Regions from separate parts of the Mus musculus genome. Here all the other regions are linked to region 2. Evidence: chromatin contacts called from public promoter capture Hi-C data. All regions are on one chromosome and are shown on one strand. Each heading gives the region's core, a stretch centred on a gene start, on an enhancer-like site or on the middle of the called end of the contact. The rest is flanking DNA. Distances are from core to core; before and after follow the strand shown.

Region 1 (3,525 bases), core at 682-3,181, 2.1 Mb before region 2:
AGTCTCACAAGAGACAGCTATATCAGGGTCCTTTCAGCAAATTCTTGCTAGTGTATGCAATGGTGTCATCGTTTGGAGGCTGATTATGGGATGGATCCCTGGATATGGCAGTCTCTAGATGGTCCATCCTTTTGTCTCAGAGTAGCATGCAGTGTTAGAGAGTTCATCTTTCTTTGTTTGTGTTGTTTTATTTAAGAAAGTTTCAGATTTTTTTTCTATGTAACTCAAGCAGACCTGAACTCACAATCCTCCCACCTTAGCCCCTACTACTGAGATGTTTTTAATGCAGCTGGAAAACAGAAGGACATGGTTGTTGTGAGGGGCTTTGTGAATCTTTACTAGTTCAGAGTTTTGCACAACCATGAGTCATTTCTTTGGTTAAATAAACTCCGATAAATTTAATTTGCCTAATGTCTTTAAATTTTAAATTTTCAATCAGCTCAATTAAAGAGTAAACACGATTAAATAACTTTTACCAAGAAAATAATAGAGAATCTATCCAAAACTTCTTTGTACATCTTCGCAATATGGCCAGCAAGATGGATCGTGAGGATAAGGGAGTTTCCTGACAAGCCTGACAACTTGAGTTTAACCCTTGGGACCTACATGGTGAAGTAGATTGGCTTCCTCCAGTTGTTTATTTAGCTTCAGATGTGGGCCATACCATCCATATACACAAAACAAACAAATAAATACACAAATTCACATTTTATAATCAGAAAGCATAAATGTTGAGGTGTAAAATGACAATTGTATAGGTTAACTTTATTATGGAGCAACCAAATTGAAGAGAAAATTATTTTTGCTAGATAGAAAAAAAAAGTAGTGTGTGTGTGTGTGTGTGTGTGTGTGTGTGTGTGCACGCACGCTAAAATAGAACATTGGACCCATTTGAGCTGAAATTCAGTGTGGTTGTGAGCCACCAGACGTGGATGGTTGAAACTGAACTCCTGTTTTTTACAAGAGCAGCAAATGCTCTTAACCACTTATAGGCGCTTAAGCACTGCTTGAGATGGATGCTGAGAACTCAGCTCAGGTCTTCTGGAAGAGCAACAAGAGCTCTCAAACATTCTCTAGCCATCTCTCTAGCCCTGTTTTGCTAATTTTCAAACCAATTTCGTAACTATTATATTTCCCATACTTTGTAATTTTGGGTGATTGAAAAGTATCTAGGAAGAGATATTTGTGTGGTTAAGATGAGATGATTTAATATTTTTTCAGTTGTTATAATACTTCCTTGCATGTAGTAAGTGCCATGAATGTTTTTAAAATTAATTTCAGCTGTCACATGCATCATATTATGATTGCTAGAATCTCCATAAGCCTTGGAAAGAAAACAAATCTTTTATTTTTGTCTAATGGAGCTGAGGAATTTAGTAAAGGGGGGGGGGGGCTGAAGAGATGATGGCTCAGAGGTTAACGGTGCTTGCTGCTGCTACAGGAGACTCGAGTTCTAATCCCAGAACCCATGTTGAGCAGTTCACAACGGCCTTCAACTGCCGCTCCAGGAGATCCAATGACCTCTCTGACCTCCATGGGAATGCACGCATGCACGCACGCGCATATTCCCACACAAAGACTTTCACATAAAAAAATATTTAAAGTGCCTGTGGATCACAAAGGTCAGAATACAAATTTGTAGTGAAATAACGTGAAAATCGCTTTCACTTGAATATTAGTCCAAACTACTAAAAACTGAGGCTTCAGTCTCCAAACTATTGGCTCTTTTCGAAATACGGCGCCAGGGTTCCCGGACCAATGCCACGCAGGAAGATTTTGGGCCCCCCTGGAAACGCCCCGCCCCTTTGAAGGCGGGTTGCGGAGAGAGGCTATTACGCCTGCGCCTTGGCCCCAGGATCATTGGAGCAGCCGTAAGGCGCATGCGCAGTGCCCAATGGGCGACAAGATGCGGAAGAGCTGGCCCCTCGGAGGCTCCCATTTCTGAAGCGTGGGAGGCAAAAGAGGCGGCAGGTTATAGAAATCAATTTGAGCTCCAGAGGGTCCCGCGGGTCATTAGAGCCAATAAGAGATAGAAGCAGCGCCGCGGTGGTGCAGAGGGCCGATCCCTTTTCTGAGTCGTGCAGGCGGGCAGGGACCAGGGAGTGAAAAGCGCCATCCCTGCGCTGAGGGGCCCCGGGGACCGGGGCCCAGAGCATGGCGGACTGGACAGAGACCCTGAGCATGTGGAGGTGGGGCAGCCGAGGCCGCCTGGCCAGCTGTCAAGTCCTCATTGCTAGCGCTGCAAAGGCAGCCTCTGTAAATGTAGCCGAGCCGCGCTTGCGGTCCTAGGCGGGAAAAATGACAGCTTGAGTTCTGCCACTGCCTAGTTTCCTCCCCTTTCTTCTCCTGTGCTTCCACATTCTCCCTCCTCCTCTTTTCCCATCCCTGTGCCCCTTCACCCTGACCTTTTTCCTCCTTTCCCACTTCTATGCTCTTTCATTAGTGCTATGCCCTGCATTTCCATCTATCCTTTATCAACCCCTGTGCCTCTTTTTCTTTCTCCCACCTTTGTCTTTCCTCCATCCCCTTTTTCATCCTGTCACCCTCCCAACACCAGCTCTATATCCTCCTCCGCCCGCCCTCCACATCCTTCCTCATCTGCATCCTCCTCTCCTACTTTTCTCCGCCCTCGCTCCCAAGCCTCCGCCCATTAGCCCCCGCCCCCAGCTGCCAGTCCCCAGCAGCTCAGTCCTGCAGTGAGTCCATAGCAAAGCACCAGGAGCCGAGAGCACTGCCGGCTGTGTTGCCTAGCAAGTATCCGAATGGCTCAGGAGAAAATGGATCTGGATTTTGAGGCTGACACATCTGAGGGGGCCACCCTGAGACGGTCCAACAGTGCTCCCCTGATCCATGTGCTCAGGTGAGCTGGACTGGGGAGGACGGAGTGTGGGGATCAGAGGTTTGTCCCTGGGCAAGAAGTCTTCCTTCCCGAAAGTGCCAGTTCGAGTTCATCTAGACTCCAAACTGAGGGGTTGAGGTCTTATTTTCTTAATAGTGACTTGGTTTCCTAGATGGAGGGAAAGTTTGACCTCACACTCTGGCCATGTCTGAGAAAGGGACCCTCCCTGTACCTGGGGGGGCCTTGCTGTGCAGTTCTAAAAGAGAATGTACGTAGTAGAAACCTGGCTCAGCTGACAGGTTGCTTGCCCTGGCTTATTTCCATCAGGGCAAATCAGGCTGAATCCCCTGAATTAGGCTTGTAACTTGACGCCTGTCTCTAAGAGGTGCTGTTTCTAAGCTGAGTTTAGGAACCCTGGCATTAACAGAGGTTTGCTTTAAGAAATCACAGTTTATCTAATAACTTGGGATTCCATGGTGTGGTCGTATCCTGTTAAGTGATTTGGATTTGTTACAGTGTTTATAGTTTTTGAAGCTGCCTGAAATGCGTTATAATGGAAAAAAAAGGAGAGAGAGAGAAGGTTTCTAGCTTAAGTCAGTCAAACACAGGTTTGAGAAAATAATGGGGAAAATCACTCCTTTAATTTTAGTGACAAGATATTGTGTTTTTGTATGAACAAGACAGCA
Region 2 (3,454 bases), core at 87-2,586:
TTCCTATATGCCAGACAAGTTTGACTTTTTTTTTTTTACAGTAGTGCAGGGACTTTGGCAAGTATGAAAGAAGGCGTGGGAGAAGTAGTTAGGAGTTCATGAGGTAACCAGGAAGTCCTTATTTTGACTTGTTAGGATCCTGGCCATAACTCTCAAGTGTTTGACATGATCCCTGTACATTGTCCTGGTGACTTTCCCAGTTCTTGCCAAATGCCATTGCAGATTTTAATGATGTGAGGGGCAGTTTGTGCCCAGTCTTCTAACCATTGCTGTCGTACTCTGATTATTTTGCATTTAACACACAGAGATTGATTTCTTGCCTAAAATGAGCTGAATTCTATTTGGATCAGTTGGGCAGAATTAAAAAGTATAATTAGCCCGAGAATTCACTTCACTCCACAACCTAACTGCCACTTAAATATGCCCTGCAATGCTTCTGCACTTTGTGCGGAGCTTATAGAGCTGAGTTCTAGACTGAAGCAGTTGATTGCATGCAGGAAAGCAGCCATGAATTGCTACGAGATCCTCGTTGACGATCCTGCATGTGTGTGTGTTATCATCTACAATTGTCCTCATAAAATTAAATAAAAGCACGCATTTATTATTGTGGGGCTCCAATTAAGAGACAGCTGGTGCTCTTATTACGCTCGCATTAAATTGAAACTTGTAATTTAGATGTCCAGATGCACACTTTAAAACCCAAGTATAAAACCGCCTTTGCTTTGTCCATTTTCCATTCAGAAGTATCTGGAACCCTACCTCAGGGCTCCTCCTACCCGGTAAACTCCCTTGCAGTAGGGGAAGCATTTCCTCTGATCAACAGTTCTCTTCTCTCAAGTTTTTGGAGCGAAATAAAAGATCTGGCGTTTTATGGAAGGGAGGAGACCCCGGAAGGCAAACGGTAAGTATTTCACCCTCCACGAGTTGAAATACGTATTGATCAAAGTCATTTTGGAATTTTTCTAGTACACCTCACCTGTCTCGGGAGTGTCTAGAAACCTATAGCTTCGCATTACAATTGCCTGTCTAGTTGGCACTGTAGTCACTGAAGCTCTAGAAACTTTAGAGCCGGCTCGCGCTCCCGACCCGGGTGGCGTGTGCATGCTTCCCGCCGGCTTTGCTTCTGAACATCCTGAACGTTATGATTTGCCCCCATCCCCCCTCCCACACACATACTTAATAACGCAATGACAAAAGCCACTCTCGGCGAGGGCTTGTGCAAGCTGGGGGCTTGGGGGTGGGGTGGGGGGAGGCGCCACACCCCCTGAGAATAAAGCCCACGCCAGCAGTCTCGGGAAAAGCAAGCGCGAAGGTACGACTCTCACAAAGACGAGATTTCACGACGCAAGTGCGTCCTACAGGAAGAAAGTGCCCCCAGTCGGAGCGCGAGCAGGAGCGCGACTTTTTGGCGCTCTTTGCGAGCGAGCCGCAAGGAGGCGGAAGACGGTCCCGGGCCGGGGCGCGGGAATCGGGGCAGCGAGCGCCGCACGGGGGAGTTCCTGCGCGTGGCGTCCTCGCAGCGAGACGCCGCTGGAGTCGCTCACTCGGAGAGGTGAGGCTGGACGGTGGCGGGGGCGGTGGCCGTGGCAGTGGCGGCGAGGGGCGACGGCTAGGCGGGGTGAGTGGCGCTACCTGGCCAGGCGGGGCGGGGCCGGTCCGGGGCGGCTGAGGGCGGCGATTGCCGGCGACTCCAGGAGTTTGGCGTGAGTTGCCTTGCGGGCGCCTAAAATCCGAATTGTCTCTCCCGAATGGCCGAGCGCTAAAGTGAGAGCCAGCGGGGTCAGCCCGGGGGAGCGCGGGGGGGAGGGATGCGGGACTTTTGTGTGTGTGTTGTGGGGGTGCACGGTGGAGGGGTGCCGGGGAGAACTTAGGGCACGCCTTTAACTAGGGGCCCCAGTTTGGGGGAGATGAGGTGGGGGTGGGATGAGGGCCGGTTGCCACAGCAACCACGAGCCTCGGCGGCAGGAGCCCCGTGCCTGCCCCGGCCGGCCCTCCCGCTTGCCCGCTCGCCGGCCCGCCCGCCCGCGCGCGCCGCGGCGGCTTGGGGAGCTGGGGCGCTCGGAGGTGTGCTCCGAGTGGACTGAACCAAGCGGTGGCGACCGCGGGGGGTGGGGAGGGCGTGCTCCCGGGCCCCTCCCCTAGCAAGCCGGCCGAGTTGGGGGGACTCCCCCATTACCGAGGGCACCCCACAAACTAGGGTCTCCTTAGGCCTGAGGCAAAAGCGTGGGGGCCTGGGGACGGGGGTGGGGTGGGGGCGGAGGTGGATGGCACCTCTGGGCTCGTGGTCTTGGTCCCCGGAGTTCGCAGCGCGTGTTGCTGGACTTGACACCGTACACCCCGCTGCCGCTGACTCGGGGCCCGGTAGCACGTCCCAGCCCTGAAGTTCTGGAGGTGGGGCGAGCTTTAATTTGCCTATATCTAAGGATTTCAGGAACCTCGCTTTAAAATGGCGGCATCCACTATACACCCCTGCTAAAGGCTCGCCCGGCACCGGGGCCACCTAGCGCAGCGCAGCGCTGCTTTTTTTTTTTTTTTTTTTTTTTGCTTCTCCCGCTAACAGATGGCATGTGCGGCTGTTGCTGCCTCTGCCCCTACTGCTGCCACTGAGAACAGGGGCCCCTTAGCCTCTGGGTTTGAGCTAGCGACGGAAGGTAAGGCTGCGGATGAGTTTGGGTTTAGGAAACTGGCTGCCTTGCTAGGACACCGATGAAATGCGCTGCTTTTAAAACTTTTTTTCTACTCCCGCGCAAACAAGGCAATTTAACACTGACTGCAACTTGTTGCGTGGGTTTATTTTTTTCCCTGTTTGTTTTCTTTTCTTTTTTCCTTTGATTTTCCTCGTTTACTCTTTCCTTCCTCTCACCCCCACCTTTCCTTTTTTTTTTTTTAACATAAAGGAACTTCCTGCATGGCTTGTCATTAGCAAACGCTTTCTCTAACTAACTTTCCCATTTCCATGGGATGCCTTAGCAGGGCCGCAGAACTGCATTGCATCTCTTCCCTCCCTGTGTGAATACATTTGGGCAGCTTGCTTTTACCACCTGGAGCTGAATGGCATGATGGCTCTACATTATAGGGAAGGATTGTAAAGGCAGCTGTAGTTTTTAGCACTAGGAAAAAAAAGCTTCTGTGATAAGAAAATGACATTAAAACACGGGTTCTACTGAAGTTTAACCGTAGGCCATTAGTTGTGCTGTTGGTTTCGGCACACGTAGATTATGTGACACTGTTTATTGATAAGTAAGCACACACAACACACACATAGATGTGAATATTTTGTTCCAATGGTTTTAGGGAGTTCTTTTCGTCTAGATGTTCTTAATTGCTCTTTCTAAACTGGCCTCTGACCCCCACAGCCTTTCCATACGTGTAGGTAAAGTTCCTGGGAAAACATCAATTAAAATAAAGCTGCTGCAAGATTTAATTTTGAAATGATTGGTGACTGATCACAGTG
Region 3 (3,439 bases), core at 542-3,041, 2.9 Mb after region 2:
CATAGAGAGCTACCAGGCTCTGCTTCCCATGTGTTGGTATTAAAATAGTTCACAGAGAAAGAGGAAAAACAATGTAAGTAGTTTTGTCAGGGGAATAGGTTTAAAATTCAGATAGCATCAGATCAAGTTCCAGGATAGCCAGAGCTGTATAACCCTGCCTTGAAAACCAGAAAAAAAAAAAAAAAAAAAAGATAGCATATGTTAGAGTTTTAGTAACCTTCTTTACACGCACACATTTTTATTCCCCTTTCCTCTCCAGGAGTGTTTTGTTCACCCTAATTTTGAATCCGTTCAACAGCTGTCACCTACCTCATCTTCACTGGCACTCAAGGGGTAGTTGCTTGTCAAATCCATTAGATCATCCTGCTGGCTCAAAGCCAGAAGGCTGTTTTAAAAAGGCAACACAGAAACATTAGCACATGAAATAACTCTTCTTTTAAACCAGCAGTTCTCAACCTGTGGGTCAAAACCCACAGGGGTGTGTGTGTGTGTGGGGGGGGCAAAAGGTCCATTCCCATGGGTCATGTGTCAGATATCCCGCATTTCAGACATTATTCATGTTACAATTCATAACAGTAGCAAAAGTGCAGTTATGAAGAAGCAAGGAAAGTAATTTTATGGTTTATGTTTTGGGAGGTGGTCATGAACCCCAGAACATGAGGAACTGTAGTAAAGGGTTGAGCAGCACTAGGAAGGTGGAGAACTATTGATCTAAACAAATATCTGTTTGCTCAGTTCTGAGTATTCTTATCTGAGAAGAGGTGCAAAAAAACAAAACAGAAGGTAATTAGTTAAAGTGTTTTTAGAAGGGGGTCAGGCATCACTTCCAAGATGACAATATCGGCATGGGAAAGACAACACTGGTTAGTGGCTGACCCTGCACTTCTGTTACTTACTATGCTTCAATTTCCCACTGACGCTACTGCTGTCTTTTGAGGCAAAGGCAGTTTCCTATTAACTATTTAAACGTGTATTTTATTTTATTTTTTGAGACAAGAGTTGTTCGGTGTAACCTTAGCTGTCCTGGAACTCGCTTTGTAGACCAGCCTGACCTCACACTTGGAGATTGGCTTGCTTTTACCTCCCAAGTGCTGAGATTAAAGGCGTGTGCCGCCACCAACTGGGAAACCTTTTAAACATTCGAAAACATTCTATTAATGCTTCTATGGATCTCCCACCGGTCAGGTGCCTTGATTAAGTGCAACTTATTAAAAATGTAATCTTGATAATTTGTTCGCATAACTGAGGACGTAGGGTAATGGTTGAAACCAACTGTATAAATGGGTGTTTAAGGTGATTAGAATTTAGGAAAAACCTACTATTACTTAACAGTGGATCTCGGTATTTACTAAGCAAACATTACCAAAGCGACTACATTTAGATTTTTCTAACGTTGAGGGGTAACATGAAATACCTGTTAGGTCTGGCACAACTTGGCACTCTCACAGACGGCGCATGTTGCGCGTGGCAGAGGCAGAAAATGCGCACGTGACAAATAAAGGGAAATCAATAGTAACTTTGCCAAGAGTCGGACGACCATCAGACCTAACAGCGATGCAACTTAAGAGCCGAGAAACTGAGGAGCAAAGCCAATTTAAATTAAGGGACTTTAGGATTCCTAGCCGATACATTAACTACTGGCAGGGTTTGGGGAGGCGAATCTCTAACAAACAGCAGTTCGGCTTCCACTTCCCTAAATACAGGAAATTCAGCCCTCAAAAATACCCGGGAATCTCCTTTCCCTTTTACGTCTTACCCCTTCGTAGCTTTGATAGAGTTCATCGCTGTCGCCGGTAACTCACATGGGTCAGGAACGGAAACCAAAGAGAGAGCAAGCTCCTTGCCTGCCGCAAAGCAAATTTTGCTTCCGCTAATCACGCGCGACAACGCGCGTCATTTCCGCCCAGGGGGAGGCTTGCAAAGTATTGTAGGCGCTCCAGGATTGGTCGATGGAAAAGCCGGCTGCCTGCCAGTTGGTCCGCACTGCCGGTGGGTGGGACTTGCCGGTCCCCATTCTTCTGAGAGGTTTTTATTTAGGTTGGCGGTATTGGTTCCCTGGCATTCGGTTTTCTTGCGGTCCGAGATTAGTGTGGTGAGGGCGAGGGTGCTGCGCTGTCAGGGACGGAGCTAAAACCAAAACCAATCAAACCAAAACAAAGCCTCCAGGGCCAGGCCCCGTTGGACTCTGTCGCACAGCTCTGGACTGGCCAGCCCCAGACTGTGTTGGACTCCTGCCAGATCAAGGGGACGGGAACGTAGCAAGTTTCTATCCATCTGAAGAGAAATTCTTTTTGAGCCGGTGTACCTGTGATTACAGCTCATTGTCCCCTTTTCCTATACAAGAAAATGTCACTCGAGAATGTGTTATGAGGCAGAAAGATCTCTTCTTGCTCCATCCGGTGCAACATAGTAGGACCCATACACACATGCACGCACACACAATCTTATTTTATCCGGTCCATAGCTCACTAGTAAACTGCTTGCAGCACAGGCATGAGGCTGCAGTTTCTCAACTCTTGCTTTTTTTTTTTTTTTTTTTTTTTTCTTGTTTGAGACAGGCTAGCCTTAAATTGGTGATCCTCTTGCTTTAGCACCCGACCTGCTGAGATTACATGCTTTTGTGGTACCACGTCTGGCATAATTTGTAAATAATAAACCTATCTATGTGTGTGAGTGCATTTGCGTGTGCGTGCGCGTGTGTGTGTGCGCGCGCGTGTGTACGCATGCCATTGCACACGCGGAAATCAGGACAACCTGTAGGAATTCCTTTCACCATCTGGCTGCAGGGGATTAAATTTAGGTTGTCAGGGTTGGGGGGAGGGTGTCAAATGCTTTTGACCAGCCTGAGACTTCTTGCATAAAAACATTATTGCCATTTCTTTTAGGTCATTTCCATTTTGTTTTCTCCAACGGTTGCACTGAAATTTCTTATGGTAATCGGCAATGCTCTAAAATTCTTAAATAAAATAATACTTTCTAGTCTTTGTGGTCCCAGAATTGAATATGGGATTTGATAGTTGTTTTTGTTTTTCATTATTCATTCAGTAAAATTTTTTTAATCATTGACTATGTGCCAGGTTTTTAGGAGTTATTGATACATTGTTGAACAAAGCAGATATTTTCTATGGTTTCATAGACACAATTTTCCAGTGGGCTTAAGGACAATTTTTTAAAAATTATTTATTTTTACTTTACATCCTGCTCACTGCTCCCCTCCCAGTCAATTTTAAATGTTGCTAAAACTCTAGCCCAGAGTTCCCTGACTGCTCTCTCCTGGTATCCTCTATGATGGTAGCTCTATGACCATCTTCTTCCATTTTCTTTCTTTCTTTTTTGTTTTTTTTGTTTTGTTTTTTGTTTTTTTGTTTTTCAAGACAGGGTTTCTCTGTGTAGCCCTGGCTGTCCTGGCACTCACTTTGTAGACCAGGCTGGCCTCGAA
Region 4 (3,353 bases), core at 731-3,230, 2.5 Mb after region 2:
TGCCCCCCACGTGCAAACTAGGATGTATCAAGGAAAGTGCTAAGCGGTTCACAGGAAGCCTTTCACATGTTCCTCAATGTTCTCCTTCATATGCAAAAAGGGGACGTTAACATATTTGCCTCACAGGAGTATTATGGAAATAAACTAAAATGAGGCATATAAAGTGCTTAACACAATCCCTTCAAAAGGCAAACTGCGGGATTTTGGTTGTGACATAAAGAGAATACACGAAAGGTAATATTGTCCCCAGAGACTCAAGAGTTCCCCTTTTACAAAGGCTCTCAGTCTCTAATCTTGGTAAAATAATTCTAAAACAGACTAAAGGGCAAGCTTGAGGTCCATTGTGTTAGCATTTGAGGGAGAGCTGATAGGGAGGCAAGGTGTAAGATTCGCCAGCTACCGGGAGGAGGAGGGAGGAGGGAGCTACAGAAGGGTTGGCAGCCATGCCTTCAGAATTAGGAGGTGGAGCAAGCAGGAGTGCACAAAAATGGGGACAGAGCAGTAGCCGCAAAGGGACAGGAAAACATTTAGATGTGAGATGAGAAAGCCCAGCGTGTTAGGGGCAAGCAGGCTCAGGATTTCCGCCAGCACCCAGAGAACAGAAAGAAAGGGAGAGGTGGGGCTCAGCGAGGCCTCAGAGCAGCAGGTAGACTTAGGGCGGACATCAGCACCACCTGCACTGGGGATCATTTCCCTCCCGTGTCCCTAGCGTGTCTGGCGGTGACTGAGCTTTCCTGACAGGTGTCTACTGGCCAGATGACTTAAAGCTCTGTTGGATTATGTCTGAAGGAAGGGGCACACTAGTATGTAACATGTAGGTTTCCTGAAAATGTCCTGGTATCTACCCAGGGCCAGGGGTGTACTCCAGACTCTATTCTTTTCATCAGAAGTAGCTTTCCCTGATCCTGTCACATTTTCAGGTGGCCTTTCAAATGTTCAGCCGGAGTAAAGCTAATTTTGAATCAAGCCTTAATGTCTTCAAATCCAGCTAATGTCTGACCAGGTACATCACGGTACAGCTAAGGACTAGGAGCAGAAGCCCAGGAGAGGAGAAAAATCATTGTGAGGAAGGGCAGACACACACACGATCGGTATGTGACCGTGACGAAGAGCACAAGCCCCACAGTTTTGAAGTGCTGCAGCATGTGACCTTAAGCAAGTCCAGTAACCTGTCTGCGCCTCCGTTTCTTTGACATCGTGATAGGTTGACTGTGGAATGAACTGTCTCTGAGCAGCCAAGTAGCAAGGTTTTGAATAGAATGAAAGGCAAATACCAATTCTAAGAAGCGCTGAAGGCAACTGAAAAGTGGACCTGTGAGCAGAGGAGCTTCCAGAGTGTGAGGTGATGAGCTTGTTCAGAAGCGATGACCAGGGGCACTAAATAACCGGGGGAGGGGGCATAGGGAGGAGAGGGGAAGGGGTGGAGAGAGGAGAGGAGAGGGATGAGGAGGGGAGGGGAGGGGAGAGGGATGGAGAGGGATGGGGAGGGGAGGGGAAGGGACGGGGCGGACTCTGAAAGGCACTGCTGGAGAAAAATGGGGACCTCACCAACAAAGATCCAGGCGCTGTGCTTGTATTCCGAGTGCCAAGACACCTTTTCCGCCACTCCAAGTTGAACCTCTCGCTCATTCAGTTCATTGATCAGCTTCACCTTAGTCAGAGGGCTGCGCGGGTGGCAGGCAAGCCGGTAAGTGCGATAAGTACTTTTCCTCCCAGCCCGCCCTCTCCCTACCGAGCTTCTCCCGCCCGGAGGCCCGGAGGGCGAGGACCGGTCCCCGCCCTTTCTGGGCGGCCATCCTCAAGCCACTCTCCCTTCCGCGGAGAACACTCCCGCCCCTATCCGCAGAGAAACAGAATCCTTACTTCATATTCGCATCTTCGCGCGGCTCGCTTCAGACGACAACAGCTTCCGGGTGAGGCTCCAAAGCGCTCCCGCGACCCGAACACCCAGCTCAGATTGGAGCACGGGGCCCGCGAGGCGGAACTTCCGCCGGAAGTTCCGGCCCGCTAAGCCCTGGCGCCTGCGCAGTAAGGTGAAGGTGCTTTCTCAGGCATTCGCTCCTGTGGAGGGACAGTTCCCAAGTCAGTCCCCGCCCCCTTTTTGATGGAGAGCGATGGGGGGACCCTGTGTTCCTCTGCCAGTCGGAATTAAATGCCCACGTATAAACAAGCAGGCAAAAATTAGCATTGTCAAACTAGTACCTATCAACTAAAGAGTTAGAGAACTTAAAGGTTGTGAATGAGAGACAATTTATGCACGTTATCTCTGTTAGATCTCAAACCCCAGGCTAAGGCTCACACCATTGGCTCCTCCCAGCACTCCTCACCCTGCCCCTACCCTAAACCTCTGCCTCCCAGGGGGCGGCTCACTTTCTGCCATTTGCATTTTTCATTCAATCTCTTGTTTGTTTCCTTGTGTAGCCTTAGCTGTCTTGGAACTCGCTCTGTAGACCAGGCTGACCGCCCAACAACCCCATGAAATACAGTTACCATCCCCATTTTACAGAGGAAAAAAACTGAGCTTCAAAAAAATTAGCTTGAAGGTCTAGAGAGGTGGCTCAGTGGTTAAGACCATTTGCTGATTTTTTTCCAGAGAACCTGCACCCAAAACAGGTGGCTCACAACTCCAACTTCAGAAGATCCTCCTCTGGCCTCTGTGGGCACTTGCACTCACATAATTTCTGTCTTCTTCAGATAGAAATTCAGTTTTTCCAGCATATTTCTTAAGTAGGTTATTTTTTTCCCAATATATGTTTTTGCTTCCTTTGTCAAAAATTAAATAGGAATAGCTTTGGCATTTTATTCTGGATTCTCTTATTCTATTTCATTGATATTAATGTCTACTTTTATAGCAATACCAGGCTGTCCTTATGACTATAGGTCTATAGTAAAATTTGAGGTCAGGTCCTATAATGCTATCAGCATTGTTCTTATTCCTTGGGATTTCTTTTCTACCTATTGTCTTTTGTAGTTCCATATCAATTCTTGTGTTATTTTTCTAAACCTGTGAAATACATCAGAATTTTGAAAGGTGTTGCATGAAATCTGCAAATTAATTTTGGAAGTATACCCATTTTCACAATATTTATTCTACCAATTCAGAAGCATGGAACTCTCTTTTTCCCCCTGAGACGTGGTCTCACTATAGAGCTTGTGACTCTCCTGGCATTCACTTTGTAGAGCGGGCTGGCCTGAAATTCACAGAGATCCACCTGTCTCTGCCTCCCAAATGTTGTGGTTAGAGGCAGTATGGAACTCTTAAGGTAAGAGACAACATGTAATATTCTCTTTTGAGGCTGATCAGAATATTACGTCTCCATCATTAGGGCCAGAGGTAGAACTCAGAATCCATT
Region 5 (3,227 bases), core at 653-3,152, 2.7 Mb after region 2:
CTTCATGACTTGCGATTTTAAACACTGATCTAATCTGCTGAACAGATAATGAAACTTTGGGTGTTTTCATGCAATGAATCCTGCTTCCTGGGTTAAACTTCCTAAATTATGCTTTAGTCATTCCCTTCCACCAAGATATATATAAAAAAAAGGAATTTCATCATTTTCAAATTCATTTGACAGTTCAAGTTTGGCTGCGATGCAGTTGCATTCCTTATCACTACTTCCTAATACAGCAAGTCTTCTGTTATTGTTTCCTGAAAATAGACTGAACTTTATTTCTGATTTTTTTTTAAACTTTGGATAGGGGCTGTGTGCTGCTTCAAACTGAAAAGAGGACCTTGGAATGTTTAGCAAACATCTTGCCTCTGAGCTATACTCCCAGCCTTTCAGTGTTTTGAAGCAGTCTATGTTGCTCAGGTTGGTCTCTAATTCCTAATTTAGTTCCATGCGCTGAGAAACTGTAGGTTTTCATCCTTGTTTGTTTGTTTGTTTGTTTTGGTTTGTTTTTCGAGAGGGTTTCTCTGTGTAGCCCTGGCTGTCCTGGAACTCACTTTGTAGACTAGGCTGGCCTCGAACTCAGAATTCCACCTGCCTCTGCCTCCCGAGTGCTGGGACTAAAGGTATTGTCACCATGCCCGGCTTATAGCTTTTCATCCTTAAGTCCAACTGTCTCCAGGTCAGTTGAAGCCAACTGGGTGACTTGTCCAAGTAGCAGAGGCAGGATTAAACCTAGGTCCTTATGGAGGAGAAATATGTTTATGGAGGTCAATATGTTTAAACCCTAAAAATATTACTTTTGGCCTCAATGCATTTACCCTCTGAAATACTATTCTTTCTCTTCCACTAGTGACTCTGTCCCAAACTCCTTCCTTGCAGTGGCTCTGTGATAGGTATCATCTAAATGACAATAGATCCCATTACAGTGATCACTTTCCATGTTTTTATATCCACAGAAGCCTCTATATAGTACTGTTCCATAATAAGGGACAGGGCATCTTCACCAGGAAGCCTTGGCAGGCTTGATATGAACAAGGCTGGCCTCAAATTTCCTTGCTGTCCGTCTGTCTCTGTCTCTGCCTCTGTGTCTGGGAGTTCAGGTGTTAGGCCACTACACACAGTTTCCATAAATACTTAATCTGCAATTCAAAACTCCCACAGGAGAGCAAAATATCTACTTTCTCTCAGTTCTCACTCTGTATCTCCCACAACTTTCTAAGTCCTGCTTAGAATTTCTTTCACAGAAAATTTGTCAGGCACAAACTTTTTTGTCAGCTTTCTCTTCTCAAGCACGAAAGCCATAATAGCGCGAGACTATCCACAACACTTGATACATATGACAGTGATAACGGAGATATAACACGTGAAGTACACGTCCCACTCCATCCCGCCTCCCCCCCACCTCCGAAAAAAAAAAAAGAAACCAAAAACAAACAAACGAACAAACCGGGCTGCTCAAGAAATGGCCAGTTAGTTTTAAAACATGGATGGAATTTATTCAGGATTCAGGAAGTCGGGTGTAATGACTAAGACTGGGGGAAAGACTAGAATTGGATCACAGAAAGAGATTCAGAAAGGCTTAAATGCCGGCTAGCTAGTTGCCTAAAACGCACAAAAAAAAAAAAACAAAAAACAAAAAACAAACCAGAAAGTAAAGTTCTCAGGTCAGTTTTGGTGACCGTTTTGCTAGCAGTCCCCATTACCTACACAGCGGCTGCCCCACCCGCTGCCTCCGGGCAGGAGTGTCCCTTGTCCAGGTTTCTTAAGCGGCTCAACCTACTACAGGGCCGCTAACTCTGGGAAACTTGCAAATGCGGAGGCGGGGCCCGGGGCTTTGCAGCGCGCGTGCCGCCGGACGCATGCGCCGACCTCCTCGCTGTGGGACCAATTGCAGTGCGGTGCTGAGTCTTACGCCTGCGCAGTGGGTCTCCAGCCTCAGTGCCTTTCCCCCTGGCTCTAGTGGGCCGGTTCCTCTATCCAATGTCCACTCGGGGCTGGGAGGAGGAGCCTGCGTAGTGTGCGTGTGACGGGAGGGGGAGCGGACCCGAGCCCGTGGTATTCGACCCGTTCGACGGTGCGTGGAAGGAAAAGGAAGGAGCGGGAGCTTCCGAGGAGTGATCGCCGAAATGTTCCGGTGTGGAGGCCTGGCGGGTGCTTTCAAGCAGAAACTGGTGCCCTTGGTGCGGACGGTGTACGTCCAGAGGCCGAAACAGAGGAACCGGCTTCCAGGTGACTAGCTGACCTGTCCCAGGCAACCCCTTATCCTACTTCAAAGTCCAATGGCCTAGGTGCCATGGGCTCCCCATCCCTCGCAGAGCTCCCCTGTCCTTCAAAAAAAAAGAACTTTCTTTCACAGTCTCAAGAATCTCCAAATTGGCGGGATATAAACCCAAGAGTTTCCAAGCTGAGGAATAGGCATACTTATGCCGGCCTGACCTTCAAGAGATTTGAACCCCAGAAATCAGCATGAGGCCTTCTTCTGGGAGGCTTTGCGATTTGGGGATAACAGAACGCTTGGCTATAACAGACCATATTGCCCATCCTCTGCCACCTTGCCTTTTTTAAAGCATTGAGGTCAGATGGATGTTGTCATTTAGTGGTTGGGACACAGTCACAAGTTTCTCCTGGAACTCAGATTATCTGCTTTACCTCCCAAAACTCCACGTGAGAGCTGTACATTTGATTGTCCTACGACGTGGCAATGGTGTATCACCAGTAGAAACTGTATGTCAGATATCAAGAGAATTAGCTCAGATTGCCTTGAGATGGCCAGATAGTTGAATTCCTGGTGGTGGGCTTACACGCTTCAATGAACGTTTTTCGATCCCCCTCTATTTGTTCTCTGGGAAGTTGTCTCATCAAACTTTAGAGCTGGAAGGAATTTTGTGGTCAACACCAACCCATTCATTTTATGGATAATAAATTGAGGAACAAAGAGGTGAAATTACTTGCAGAAGGTCACATAATTAGTAGGTAGAGCTAAAGCTACTCTGCTAGTCTCTAGGCCCCTGATCCTATTGCTACACGCCAATCCTACTTCCTAAAGTTTGACCTGAAACAGTTAAGAATGAATTCGCTTCTCTTTCCACTAATTAGCCCATTGTGCTTCTGATATCCATGGGTTTATCTGAGCATGGTTTGAGTCATCATCTTTTCTACCTATACAGATTTGTGGGAATGAATGCCCCCCCTCCACAATCTCCAAGGTGTATTTTTAAATCAACATT
Region 6 (3,307 bases), core at 587-3,086, 2.2 Mb before region 2:
GCTGATGCAGAGGCCATGGAGGGATGTTCCTTACTAGCTTGTCTGTCTACAAGAGATGACTATTTCATAGTTATCATTCCCCATTACTTTGAGTCTTCATTAGGATCATCTTCATAGATCCCAGGAAGTTACCACTGCTCTTGATTTCCACATTTCCCCCTTGATCACTAATTGAGAAAATGCTTTACAGTTGTATGTCATGGAGGCATTTCCTCAACTGAAGCTCCTTCCTCTGTGATAACTCCAGCTGTGTCAAGTTGACACAAAACTAGCCAGTACATATACGAATGTATTGTAGAAGGGGCACGATGCTGGAAGCAATGGCCTCTTCTGAGGGAATAGGACATGGTTACCTATATCAGGAAGAATTGCAAAACAGAATTAGCAGTGTTCTTTGCTAGTAGAATAGGGGTCAACAGTTTTTATGAAAGCGTCTGGTGGATTTAGTGGTACATGCCTGTAATCCCAGCATGATAGGAGGATCACTGCAAGTTAGAACCATCTTGGCCTCCATAACGTGTGTCAGACCAGCTAGCGCTATAGTCAGGCCACGTTTCAGACAAACAAATAAGACATGTCGTTCTTATGGAAGATTCTGAAAGGTTAGTTGGGAAAGTGACATTTCCCCTGGATCCTGAAAGATAGGTGTTCAAAAGACAGATAAGAGCATTGCACAAAGTCTGTGAGTAAAGGTCTCAGAGCCTAGGGCCCAAGTGATATCTACTGTTATAGACCCATTGATTAAGAGTAATGAGGAAGGTTTTGGGTCTTATACTTGTGCAGAGGGTACCCTTGGACCGTATTGTTCCTTTTTGAACATAATTAAGTTTGAATTTTGAAGTGTTTTCCATTTCATTTACTTTTCTTTTTTGAGACAGGGTTTCTCTATCCTGGCTGTCTTGTGTCCAGCACACTGGGTCTTGCTAGGTAGGCCAGGCTGCTGAGATATGAAGTCCTTGGGGTCTTTGGGACTTTGCCCCTTTGGTGCTTGACTTAACAGTTGTCCATTGTTCCTAGCCGAAAAGTCTTTTCTCTCTCATTTGTTGTTTGCTTGGTGTTGAGATGGGGTCTCATATATAAGCAGGCTGGCCTCAGTCTCAAAGATCTACTGCTTCCCCTTCTAAGTGCTAGGATTAAAGCCCTGTAGCAGCATACCTGCCTGAAAGACTCTAAGAATAGAGTACAGACCTGAGAATAGAGATTTCCCCTTTAAAAGTCAATTGTTATTTTGTAACTCAAATTTGTCTTAACTCAGGATCCTCCTGCCTCAGCCTTTGAATACTGGGATTATAGTCTTGTTCTACCATGCCAGGCTTGAAAAGCTTTAAGTAGAACAGCAGGGTCACCTATACCTTAGACTGAGCCAACTGGATTGCTGTCTGGGCAATAGTTTAGACAAAGTAACAGTAGAAAGAATGAATCCAAATAGGAAGCTACTGTAGCAGCATGAACAAATCCTGAACAGTCTGCTTTGCGCCGATGATAGAGTGGAGAAAGAGAGCTAGTGCTTAATACAGAGTCTCAGAGGAAGAGTCACAAGCCTTGGGTATTCATTGTATGGAATGCATTCTGAGTTGGGGAGAGGAGTGAATGAGGCAGACGTCAAAGGTCACCACCAAATGAGTGCAAAGAGATTGCACTCAGAGAAAGCCTCTAATCCTCTGGGGGCGGGTGAGGGGGGCGGAGGAAAAGGAGGGGCGGCCAGAGGACAAAGGAAGTAGTTTGAAGCATAGAGAAGGAAGAAACCCCAGAAGCCAGGTGGCAACACAGAAGCCCCGCCCCCGGCTAGACCCCGCCCCGGGCCCGCCTTTCCTTCCTCTTCTCACCCACCCCCCAGTTGCGACTCATCCTCCTGGGCGGGGAGAGGTGGCAGTCGAGTCCTCCCATATCCCAGCAGGCAGTGCAGTCTGGAGACTCTGACAAAGGAGCAGGGAGCAGTCGCAGCTGCTTTCCGAGGAGCCAGTGTTGCTGAGGTGAGAGTCCCTCAATGTCCCGTCACCCACTTTCTCTGACTTGCGGGGAAGACATGGAACTTACATGGCTGAGACCTCCCCCTCCGGTGTAGACAATGCCAGTACCCGTAGCCAGAGCTTGGCTCTGTGACTGACAGCAGGGCTGTTCAGTGCCGGGCTAAGGTGGGTGGCGGGGACCGGGCAGCGGGTCCACCGTTCTTGGACTGTTGGTGGCCCTTCTGCAGGGTCTCCAGGGCCAGCAGAGTTGTGTAGCTACCCCTGCCTAGACGAAGGCAGCCTCCGAAACCTCCCGCTGCCTGCCCGACAAGAGTTCAGTTGCCTTGGGGATGCAGCTCTAGGGACAACTCTTTGGCGGACATTGCCTGGAGGGCTGTGGGAGGGAAGTCAGTCGACTACCTAGTTTGGGATGACCCTGTCCTCGCCCTTCCTGCAGTTCAGCCGTTCCCCCCCGCGAGCAACTGGACGGAAACGGGGCGGGGGGCGACCGGAGCCAGGCGTCCCAGGATGGCTTTGCCTGAAGGGGCATGAAGGAAAGTAGAGAGACTGGGAGGGAGGGTGGTTGGTGGTCGAAGCAAGTATCTTCTTGGAATTACATAGGGGAGAAAGGAGGTAAGTGGCCTGTATCCTTACCCCTCCCTGGACCTCTGCACAGATCCTGATGGTTGCACCAGCTGCTCAGCTGTAAACAGGCTCACATGACCAGTTTCACATGGAGCCGGGTAGTGTGGAGATAGGGCTGTAAAGGCTGGGCCCCAAGCAGGTGGGGCTGGTCTTAGGCAGGAAGGTTTTAGCCCCTCCCTAGACCTCAGCCCTTAATCTTCTGCTGTTTCCCTCTGGGGAAAGTAACTGACATTTGTCTTTCTCTCACTGAAGTAGCATTGCTGTGCTAGTAGAATGGAAGGAAAGTTCACTTGGGAAAGCCACAGGGCAAGTAAGAAGTGCAAAGGGTCCTAGTATTTTGTCCTTTAAGGACATTTTAAGAGAAAGTAACCCTGAAAAAAAGTTCAAGTTCCTAAATTTTGCCTAAAAGGCAGTCCTGTTCTATTGGAACACTTTTTGTTTTTAATGTGAATTCCAGACAGGAGAAAGTCTACTCTTTTCGGGAAAGGCACACATGGGATTTAATACATTCTTAGTGACGAAAATCTTGTCCACACTTCCTGTAAGTATTAGGAAAGCTCTTTGTGTATAAAATACTACAGTCAGGAAATTGAGTAAGGAGTAGACAGCCAGCTTTTCAATTACACGTATATTTCATATATTTGGTATAGATCGGTGGTAAGTTTGGAGAACAGGAAACATGGCCAAATGTGTCTTTAAAATTTTTCAGTCCG

The links. Promoter capture Hi-C pulls out the DNA fragments that hold promoters and counts their contacts.
Region 1: a contact with region 2 is called in a promoter capture Hi-C map of erythroid cells, with 65 times the contacts expected there. The contact joins the promoter of Fam122b here to the promoter of Mbnl3 in region 2.
Region 3: a contact with region 2 is called in a promoter capture Hi-C map of erythroid cells, with 37 times the contacts expected there. The contact joins the promoter of Utp14a here to the promoter of Mbnl3 in region 2.
Region 4: a contact with region 2 is called in a promoter capture Hi-C map of erythroid cells, with 29 times the contacts expected there. The contact joins the promoter of Rbmx2 here to the promoter of Mbnl3 in region 2. A contact is called at or near these places in 2 of 39 promoter capture datasets (erythroid cells and pre-B cells).
Region 5: a promoter capture Hi-C map of erythroid cells shows a contact between it and region 2, with 31 times the contacts expected there. The contact joins the promoter of Aifm1 here to the promoter of Mbnl3 in region 2. A contact is called at or near these places in 2 of 39 promoter capture datasets (embryonic stem cells and erythroid cells) and 1 of 9 other capture datasets (pancreatic islet).
Region 6: a promoter capture Hi-C map of pre-B cells shows a contact between it and region 2. The contact joins the promoter of Mospd1 here to the promoter of Mbnl3 in region 2. A contact is called at or near these places in 2 of 39 promoter capture datasets (erythroid cells and pre-B cells).

Annotation. Positions count from the first base shown.
Region 1 is chrX:53,268,211-53,271,735 of GRCm38.p6, reverse strand. Fam122b (family with sequence similarity 122, member B) reads left to right here and starts at 1,931. Exons shown (of 9, transcript NM_001166365.2): 1 at 1,931-2,860. The coding sequence starts at 2,763.
Region 2 is chrX:51,203,872-51,207,325 of GRCm38.p6, reverse strand. Mbnl3 (muscleblind like splicing factor 3) reads left to right here and starts at 1,336. Exons shown (of 8, transcript NM_134163.5): 1 at 1,336-1,552.
Region 3 is chrX:48,255,286-48,258,724 of GRCm38.p6, reverse strand. It overlaps Utp14a (UTP14A small subunit processome component), which reads right to left and starts at 1,791. Exons shown (of 15, transcript NM_028276.1): 1 at 1,757-1,791; 2 at 310-385. The coding sequence starts at 1,782. Gm39511 (a long non-coding RNA gene) reads left to right here and starts at 1,933. Exons shown (of 3, transcript XR_882302.1): 1 at 1,933-1,989.
Region 4 is chrX:48,693,631-48,696,983 of GRCm38.p6, reverse strand. It overlaps Rbmx2 (RNA binding motif protein, X-linked 2), which reads right to left and starts at 1,980. Exons shown (of 6, transcript NM_173376.3): 1 at 1,864-1,980; 2 at 1,549-1,664. The coding sequence starts at 1,868.
Region 5 is chrX:48,512,238-48,515,464 of GRCm38.p6, reverse strand. It overlaps Aifm1 (apoptosis-inducing factor, mitochondrion-associated 1), which reads left to right and starts at 1,902. Exons shown (of 16, transcript NM_012019.3): 1 at 1,902-2,229. The coding sequence starts at 2,127. It also overlaps a transcript of Rab33a not described here.
Region 6 is chrX:53,369,088-53,372,394 of GRCm38.p6, reverse strand. It overlaps Mospd1 (motile sperm domain containing 1), which reads left to right and starts at 1,836. Exons shown (of 6, transcript NM_001290514.1): 1 at 1,836-1,973.